Regions from separate parts of the Mus musculus genome. Here region 1 is linked to region 2. Evidence: chromatin contacts called from public Hi-C data. All regions are on one chromosome and are shown on one strand. Each heading gives the region's core, a stretch centred on a gene start, on an enhancer-like site or on the middle of the called end of the contact. The rest is flanking DNA. Distances are from core to core; before and after follow the strand shown.

The links. A called contact is a pair of places that touch in the nucleus more often than the background predicts.
Region 1: a contact with region 2 is called in a Hi-C map of neural stem cells, with 6 times the contacts expected there. The contact joins two enhancer-like sites. A contact is called at or near these places in 1 of 15 datasets of contacts at CTCF or cohesin (the NIH/3T3 cell line), 12 of 484 Hi-C or Micro-C datasets (the G1E-ER4 cell line, the HPC-7 cell line, the MNK3 cell line and 8 more) and 3 of 115 datasets of contacts at active chromatin or transcription factors (cardiomyocytes, heart atrium and kidney).

Annotation. Positions count from the first base shown.
Region 1 is chr16:87,258,380-87,263,226 of GRCm38.p6, reverse strand. No RefSeq gene overlaps it. Among named protein-coding and RNA genes, the nearest start is that of Gm41484, 14 kb to the right of the region's middle. Within about 2 kb of position 1,391, at least 58 of the 459 cell types and tissues checked have an H3K27ac peak or open chromatin away from gene starts, as enhancers often do. A contact at or near this core is called in heart atrium and neural stem cells, where this site is marked.
Region 2 is chr16:86,642,291-86,646,685 of GRCm38.p6, reverse strand. No RefSeq gene overlaps it. Among named protein-coding and RNA genes, the nearest start is that of Gm32461, 160 kb to the left of the region's middle. Within about 2 kb of position 1,670, at least 52 of the 459 cell types and tissues checked have an H3K27ac peak or open chromatin away from gene starts, as enhancers often do. A contact at or near this core is called in heart atrium and neural stem cells, where this site is marked.

The sequences.
Region 1 (4,847 bases), core at 142-2,641, 620 kb before region 2:
GAGTGAGGGAGCGTGCTTGCCAGCTTCCTCTCTGTCTTTTCCAGGTTGCTTTATACAATGACTCCTTTACTGTAACTACGTTCCCTTCCTAGTGTCTGGACTGTGAATATATGGATCGGATCAGGTTGTCCGACCCAAACTGATTATGGAGTACAACTCATTCTTGATCCTGCCTTATGCCTCTCCTCTTCTCAAGTTTCCTTTACTTTCCTTCCATCACCCTCCCTCCCCATCTGCAGTATATTGCAAAAGTGCCCAGAATATGCAGCCATAAAGTCTAAATATCTCATATCCTTCGGCTTTTCCCCCTTAGGACAAAAGTACATACGTAGGACCACAGATTTATTCTTCCATTTTCTTAAAACTGACTCTCTCTCTCTCTCTCTCTCCACACACACACACACACACACACACACACACACACACACACACACACACACACACACACACGATAAGTGACATCTAGCCCACCACTCAGGTCCTTTGAAGAGCTGAGTGAAATGATGCATAAAGCACTTTGCAGTGGAGTGGCAAGGGAGAGACTCCAGCATGAGCTAGAGAATATACATAAAGGAATTTCTGCCTCAGGCCTGGAATGGGTGACCTGTGCGGAGAGCATTTTCAGTGCATGAAATAAAATAGAAAGAACAAAATTTTACAAATCTGTGTGAAGTGAAAGTGGACGAGAGAGGCAGAGATGTTTGCATAGGAAGGTGCAAAGACTGGAAGTTAAGACATTAAGTGGATTAGCGACTATCTGGAGCTCTTGTGTATTTGTAGGCGCACCTTGGTTGGGGTATGAGGTGGCCACTGGGTGGGCAGGCATGGGGGTGTATGCTTGAGTGACTCATGTTCTGGAACAGTAACTAGGTATGTCTGCAGGCCCTGGTCAAGGGGCAAAAGCCCAGAACTTCTCTTTTTTCTTTTCTTTCTTCCTTCTTAATTCTACATAGATTTCTATTCTTGGTTTTAGTGCACAGAATAATAAATTTATTATGACATATATACTCTACTCATTCTCCCCACCCCCGTTGCCCTCTATTGTCTCTCCTTCCCAGATCCTCCCGTGTGTGTCTATCTCAATGTCTTGATTGTTTTGGAGACCACTCGTGAACATCATACTAATGGCTGGAGATTCCCTAACTCTAGCTGCTACAACTGGGGTTCAGCTAAGCTTCTTATGTATAGCATATGTTCCACAATAATTTGTGGAATAAAATTACATTCAATACGTGTTTAAACATGAGAGAAAATTACTTTATATGGCTTATAAATAAGCAAAAGGTCCTGACAAAAAAGTCTATGGAGATAAAAATAGTCCAGCGACCAGAACTGAGGGTAAAGGGTTACTTCTTGCACAATGTAGTTGTGTCATTTGGAATTTTTGGAAAGCATCTCAGACTTTCCACTTCCTGAAGATCTTGCTGTTCTAGCATTTTCTCCACATGGTAAAAGGCATCAGAATAGACTTTGATAAAACAGAGTATTTTTAGGCATCGGAATCAGCGAGACTCTGCCAAATTCCTGGCCTTTGGTATGTGCTGCTGAGCAACGTCAGATGCTTACACGGACACATGCTGACATTTACAAGGCAGGAGGCAGGCACTGCCAAGTTCAGAAGCATCGCCTTTTTCATCAGGTCCCTGTAACTTCCTCAAGTGCGTCTATGCATTTATTGTTGGCTACTGGAGAAGGGACAAGCAGTAATTGAATTCTGATAGAACTCTACTGCAAATGTATTCAAGGGTCTTAGAAAATCTAGAGGAGGCCTACTGCTTTCTTTCTATAAATGTGACCTTTTGCCTAAATCAATACAAATGAAAAGAAAGCATCATTTTATGTTTTGCATTACATAAAAAAAGAAAACTGCCAGTGATATCTGGAACTTCGCTAACTTTTTAAGTGGAGGACCTCCACAAAAGGACAATATTAGAAAACTGAGGAAGTTGGTGGGTGTCTGTTTCGGTCTGTCTCTTTCTAGACAAATAAACTAAATAGGTAGAAAAAATCCATAAAATCCATGTGTGGAATAAATTCTGTTTGCAAAAGACTGCTCATGATGGTTCATTTTGATTGTTAACAAGACTGGGTCAGGAGAACTCGGGATGTTTTTGGGGTTCACCTTTGGTTTTTTCCCATACAGATGTTTCCAGGGCAGGTTAACTGAAAGGGAGAGACCCATCCTATGTGCGGACAGCACCGTCCTATGGGCTGGCACTGGGAGTAAGAGTGGACAGGGATCAAAGCTGGCTCACCAGCACTCTTCCTCTCTGTTTTTTGGTCACCCAAGTTAGAAGCCAGCAGCCTCATGCTTCTGCTGTGACAACTAAACTTGCTCTCCTGGGCATGTCTTTCCCACCAGGAGGAACTACACTTTTAAACTGTAGCTGAAATAAAATCCTTTCTCCTTTAAGTTGCTTTCTGTCAGGTGTTTGATCTTCATAGCAAGTAAAGTAATGGCCTCAGCGCTGCTCTGCTAAAGGCGATTCTCATTTCAGTATGTGGATGAGCTCTGTGAGCTCTGTGAGGCACTGCCACAGGGACAGTTACTGCTGGAAATGCTCACCGCCCGTCTTAAAGAGTATGTGGAATTATGTGTGTGTATGCACACACACACACACACACACACACACACCTATGCACATGAAATGATGTCCCCCTCCCCCAAGCATGTGGAAACTAGTCTCTACTCCATACATCGAGAGAGACAAAGTCTCTTGCTGACTTGGAGTTTCAGTTAGTTTGGCTAAGCAGCTTGCTCTGTGGAGTGTGGCTGGGATTCCAGATGGGCTGCCATCCTTATCTAGCTTTTATATGGGTTCTGGGAAGCGAAAGTTCTACTCCCATGTCCTTTACCAGATAAGCCATCTCCCTTATCCATTCAAGGCTAATTTAGTATTTATGAGTTAATGAACGGTGTGATTATTATTTTTTCTTTATGGTCCACGTTACTGCAAATTGCACTCTTTCTCCAATAGTATTGAGAGTGTTATTCTTTCTACTTCCAATGAGACCATGGGACTTGGGGACAAAATGGTGCAGATGCTGGAATGTCTGCTCTGGCCAATGGCCAGCACTAAGGACTCTGGAAAAACTGAGGGGCTTTCTATCTCAGGATGAACCACCATTAAGTTGTGAAATCACTGCTGTGAATGGTGCATACATGGTAGAGACACCAACCATGAGTGGAGACGGGGACCTCACATTACACAGGACTCAGCTGTTCATGCCTACCCTGAGTCTGCAGACTTCTGCCACATCTTGCCATATACACTAATGGGCTATTGCTGGCTATACACTTTGCATTGTAATGACACCTCCTTCCATATCATAGCGTTTGTTGAGCTGACCTTACTGTTCTTCTCTACCTCAGGTGAGGATTTGCGTAGTGACTTTCTGCTTGGGGACGCGTGGCCAGTAAAAAAACTGAAAAGAGAGTGAGCCCTGCTCTCTGGAGATGCTGCTGTTGTGACACTCTGAGGTACTAGCCAGGGATGTTCTGTCTTGAGGGGATGTATACAGCAGGATCCTGCAAGTAGCAGGGTGTAATTGAAACATTACTCACGGGATGGAGGAAGACAATATGTATATACTTATACTACAGGGATAATGATTTTAAATAAAGAGCTATGGAAGAAGTTTCAACCTTATCGCAGGGCATCTCTATGTGTATGAAATATATTGAAAGCCAGGCTTCCATACCTAAACTAAGACATTTTATAAGGACATCTTGATTTGGCAACATAAAGCTCACTGCAGCCTTGCTTACTGAGTGGCAGCTGTTAGGTTTAGGAGCATCCCAAAGTAACAGTGCTGCTTCTGACTATTTAGATTTTCTTTAAGAACAAGCATTTTGTTTTCTTTGGGGCCAACTAGTCCATGAAGGTGCATTAGTTCTCCTTTTCATTGCTATCATAAAATCCATGGGGGGAAAAATCAACCCAAGAAAAGAAGGGATAACTTGGGCTCACAGTCTGAAAAGGTACAGTCTGCCACGGCAGGGAAGATATGGCTACAGGAGTGTGCGGTGGCAATGACACAGCCAGGAAGCAGAAAGCCATGATTGCTAGTGCTAAGCTTCTCCTGTTTACTCACCAAGAACCCCCCACCCCCCATCGCTCCCAGGGACTGGTGTCATCCACACATAGAAAACATCTCCATCTCAATTAGATCTTGGTGGAGACATCCACCACCCCCAAGAGGTTTGTTTCCTAGGTGATTATAAAGCTCATCAAATTGACAATAAAGATTAATTGTGGTCGTTTCACACAAAACAGGGATATTACAAATTAGAGTTTTAACTCTTCCACCAGAATCTTTATTTATAACATTTCTTCTGCCTTTCAGGCTTCCAGAAAAAAAAAAAAAAGGAGCAGAACAAATCAGTCCACTCTTCTTAGAGTAATTTATGCAAGAGCACATTTATCTTCCCCCTCCCCTTTGATCACTCTAGGTTTAGCAGAGATGCTTTGAACAACCAAAATGATAGCCTCTTCTTTTTCAGATCAGTTGACATGAGCCCATCAATTTGGGAGGATGTCAACAGCTCTTAGATACATTAGATAAAGGACACCTCAAGACTTTCCTGTGTCATGGACTGAATTAATGCGTGTCTTTATACATTTTGAAGTCTCTGTACATGTGGGATTGGAAGAGCTGGCTGAAAGGTTGTGTAACATAGTTTGGGATCACTTCTACTGTCAAAATTCCTTTCCCTCATTTCTTTGAAATGTAAGTTGCACTAGTGACTTGCATCAACCTGGAAACACTGTTTAACATCTCTGAGACGTTGACTTATGCTTTTAAAAATTATTATTTTTATTTTATTTATTTACAATCCAGCTGTT
Region 2 (4,395 bases), core at 421-2,920:
TGTTTCTAGTACTATCATAGTGTTGGTTTTTGTTTATAGTGAAAAAAACCCTGAATTTGAGAAACATAATGCATAATTTTGCTTATGTCACAGTAAAAAAGAATATTTAGGAATAACAGAACATTAAAAGATGGTGTTTAGGCATAGTGAGATGGTTCTTGCTGCCAAGACTGATAACTTGACTTTGATGCCAGGGGCTCACAGGGTGGGAAGAAGAGAGACCCAACTCAACAAGCTGTCCTCTGACCTCTTCGTGTGTGTTAAGGCATGTGCTCCACATACAATCACAAAGAAAATAAGGATAATAAATCACATGAACTTCCAAGCTCAGTTAGGGGACTGGAGAGATGGCTCAGAACTTATGAGCACTTAAACGCCTGCAGAGGACCCAGTTGGATTTGGTACCTAGCACCTATGCCAACTCTGACTCTAGAGGATCCAAGGTTCCCCTCTCCCCTCAAAGACTCCTGCAAACAGATAGTGTGTATATACATATATATATATATATATATATATATATATATATATATATATATATATATATATTCACTAGGTCACACATATTACATAAACAATGTTTTCAAAACTCTAGATAAAAACTCTGATGGAAAAATTCTAAAAAGTAGTGTTTATGATAATTTCCAGACTTCACAGAAAACACCTATGAGTGCTTTTCAGATTCTCTGCGGCATGTTGTGACGTATTTTCTCTGCTCTGGTTGTCACGTATTTTCTCTGTTGGCCTGCATCCATTTGTGAATACCCAGGGACAGTTTTTGATCTGAATACTTCTTTCTCTATTTCTAATTAGAATGACTCTTAATTTTACACATGCTAGGGTGGTTTTCATCACATGAAACTGAGGTAAATGACATTCTGTTTTATGGACGAAGGAACTAGAAGATGGTGTGATGGGCAGCCTCAGATCCCTCTGTAGGAACACAGGTTCAAGGGCAACAGCTTGTTTCCAGTCACTCATTCTCTGGGACCTTGTCTTTGACTGTTGGACTTCAGGTCCTTGCCTGCTTCTCCCAGCTCTGGTGTGCCAATCACTTGGACACAAGCATGTCATGTGCCACTTTGTATTGTCAGTCATGTAAGCTGACTCAAAGTTACTGGAAGCTCTTTCCAAATCTTATATCAGAGGATGAAAAACAAAGGGCATGCTTATGACTCAAAATCTAGAAATTGCTTGTTTATAACATTTTAGAAAGATCAAAACAGATGTACATAACACTTTTTTAAAAATCTAAAACAATAAAGCCAGTGATGTTATTGTGTGCATGCAGGTTATATAAAGCTTCTTTGTAGCCACAGAGGGTTTGTTGTGGCACAGAGTCGAAGAAACAGAACCAAAAGGATTTGTTCATTTTTGCATGTGATAATGATTACCAGAGTCACAGCCATCAGAAGTGAGTACTAACTACAGGCAAATAAAGTTTCACAAGCCCCAGTGAGCAGCGATTGCTTAACACAAAGACAGATTGCTGTGCTCTGACACATGGAGTGAGAAATATAAATGATCAAGAGTTCCCTCTTTCCAGACTTCAGAAGTGAGAGAGCTGTGTGTCACTCTTCCTTTTATGTTGAGACTGAGGACTCTCAACTAACATGGACTTTCTGGCACAAGATCATTTCCGTAAATATTCCAACTCCAACCACTAGATGTCATGCAGAGATCATAAAGTAAACCATCTTGGCTGCTTATTACATTAATCATGACCAGTTCTGTAACTTCAACATTTAAGGTAGTCTGGGGAAATGTCTGGTTGCTATTAAAGGTGCAGAACAGTAATGCTTTGTCTCATGTTATATTTGATGTTTGCAAACACTTTTGGCAAATATAAAAGACTCATCTTCAAGGTTACAAAAAGCTATTTCAAAAACATGAAAAATGCAGATTCTGGAGTTAAAACAATCTGAAAGTTTTCCAAATATAGAAATGTAGTATTATATGGTAAGAAACGGAATTCAAACAACTAGAATGAAGGTGTCCTAGAATTATTTTTAAAGATTTGGACCCAGGAAGCATTTGGATGAAAAATTGTGTTGGCCATGTGCTAAATGAGTAAATCTGGTATAACACTTAAGTTCTCTGAGTTAACTGTGAACAACTAAAATGGAGTGATTGTGAAAATTCAGTGAAGCACTGGACATAGGTCATTTGGAAGAGTTCTTGACATATTGTAGGTGTTCAGCCAATCATATTAATTGCTTCAATTATGCTTCCATCATGATGAAACTGCTGTATGACATAGTTATGGAAGTAGATTAGAAAACAGAATTTAGCAATGGAATGTGAACTTATAAACAAAATGAAATGTAAGGTTAGTCCTAAAAGATTGCTAGTTCTTCAGGAAGAAAGAAAATGAGACTCTAGACAAGGAGGATCTTTGAACATAACTTCAAAGGATAAAAAGGAAGTTTGACTCACTTGTTATGTGTTAGGAAGTGTTTGTTAAGCTGTGCTGCATACCAGATTCATCTAACCATATAGGGTATATTGCTTTTTAATATTACGTTGTAATTAGCTTACCAAGGGTCAGGTTTTCTTGTGGCTTTTTCTTGAGTCCAAAGTTTTGAAGCCATAGTTTACTATTGAAACTATAAGTTTATAAGTTTTGCATGGGGAAGCCCCAGAGAACCTCAGGACAATACCAGCAATGGCTACTGTTGTGGCTGATCACTGGAAACACATACTAACACCCTCTTGTTCTAGACATCACGTGCATTTGTCATAGGATATAGAGAACACAGGCTGGATCTGAGCTGGAAATTTCTTCCTCTTTGGCTAGCCCATCATAGTACCAAAGGATGCTATAAAGGCAGCTGGGGAAATTTCTATCTAAGCTAAAGAGCTTATAGTCTATAGTAGAAAAAACAAAACAAAACAAAACAAAACTGCTGTTGTTTTTGTGCTAAGTGGACATGATTTTCCCCTCCAAATATCATTCTAAATAATTATGTTTATTCCCAGAGATTAGTGCTGCCATCATCTTTGGATAAGGTGATGTATTTTCAGTGGGTAATGATTAGCAGCAAAGACCCATAACTGGCCAGAGTGCTGAAAATAAATGATGGTTAAAGGATTATTCATAACTGGGATGTCTATACCCACTCAGAGGCCCAATGAACATTGTGTAAGAGAGAAAGACTATACAGTAAAGACTATAAGAAGATGGATTTTATGCCATACTGGGTTTTATGCACAACAACTTTGTATTAACAAAACAATTTTGTGTGATCAAAATGTATTGCATACATTTGTGGAATTTACAATAAAATTGTAAACAAATAATATATTTTAATAAAATACAAGGAGAGAAGGCATGACTCTACTAACATTATGGTAGCGGATATAGTATTAAAACAACTATTAATGACCTATCATTATAATAGTAGATTAAGGCATTATTGAATCAACAATGGAGAAACTCCTAATTCTAGTAGAAGAAAATCAAGACAGAGACCCACAATGGTCAAAGTACAGAAGAAAAGAGAATTCAGAATGTCCATCTGTAAAGAGAACATATATCCATTACCTCTTCCAAAGGCTCAAGGCAACAGAGGATCTATTGGTAATTCTTAGTTGCTGGGAAAGGTTAGGCCAGTTTTCTCTATAAGTATAACCCACTGACAAATTGACCACTCTCCAATGGAAGACCGAACATCCAAGAATTTTCGGGTATCAAGTTGGCCTTGATGGTAAACAAGGAGGTGCCAAATAAGGTGGAAAGGGAGGGGGAATCATTTGGGGGAAAATAGTTATGATCACAACACATTGAATGAAGGAAGCTCTCGAAGTTTAACCAATGTGAAGTAAGGTCCCTGGTGGATTCCAAGCTCATCGATTGAAGGGGTGTTTTGCTGTATGGATGATATAAGTTCATAGAGTTCATTCTAAGAAAATTGGCATTTTTTTCTCCATGCAATAGTGATCTGGAAGGGCTACATCTTTAGAAACGTCATGTAGTTAGATACATATTTTTATCAAAGTTCCTTTGCTTTTCTTGTTCAGGTTGTATTTGAAAAGTTGATCATTCTTGAGGAGCTACTTAATTGATCACAATAATATGCTAGGGTATTGGGAAGAGGAATTGATCACAATAGCATGCTAGGGTATGGGAAGAGGAATCAGAAGTTGGCTTTGACACTGTGCTTTCTAGAAATATCAGAAGTTATACCTATGAAGACCAATATGTCTGTCTGAACATGAACTGATATATATGCTAGCAACACTAATAAGCATGCTAACATAAGGAGAGGGAAGCTCATAAGGCTTCACTCTACAAAAATAGACAACTAAACACGCTAAGTGAAGAAACACACACATACATACACACACACACATGCACTGCTCATAATTTTCTGGATAATGAAATCATAATTTCCCATC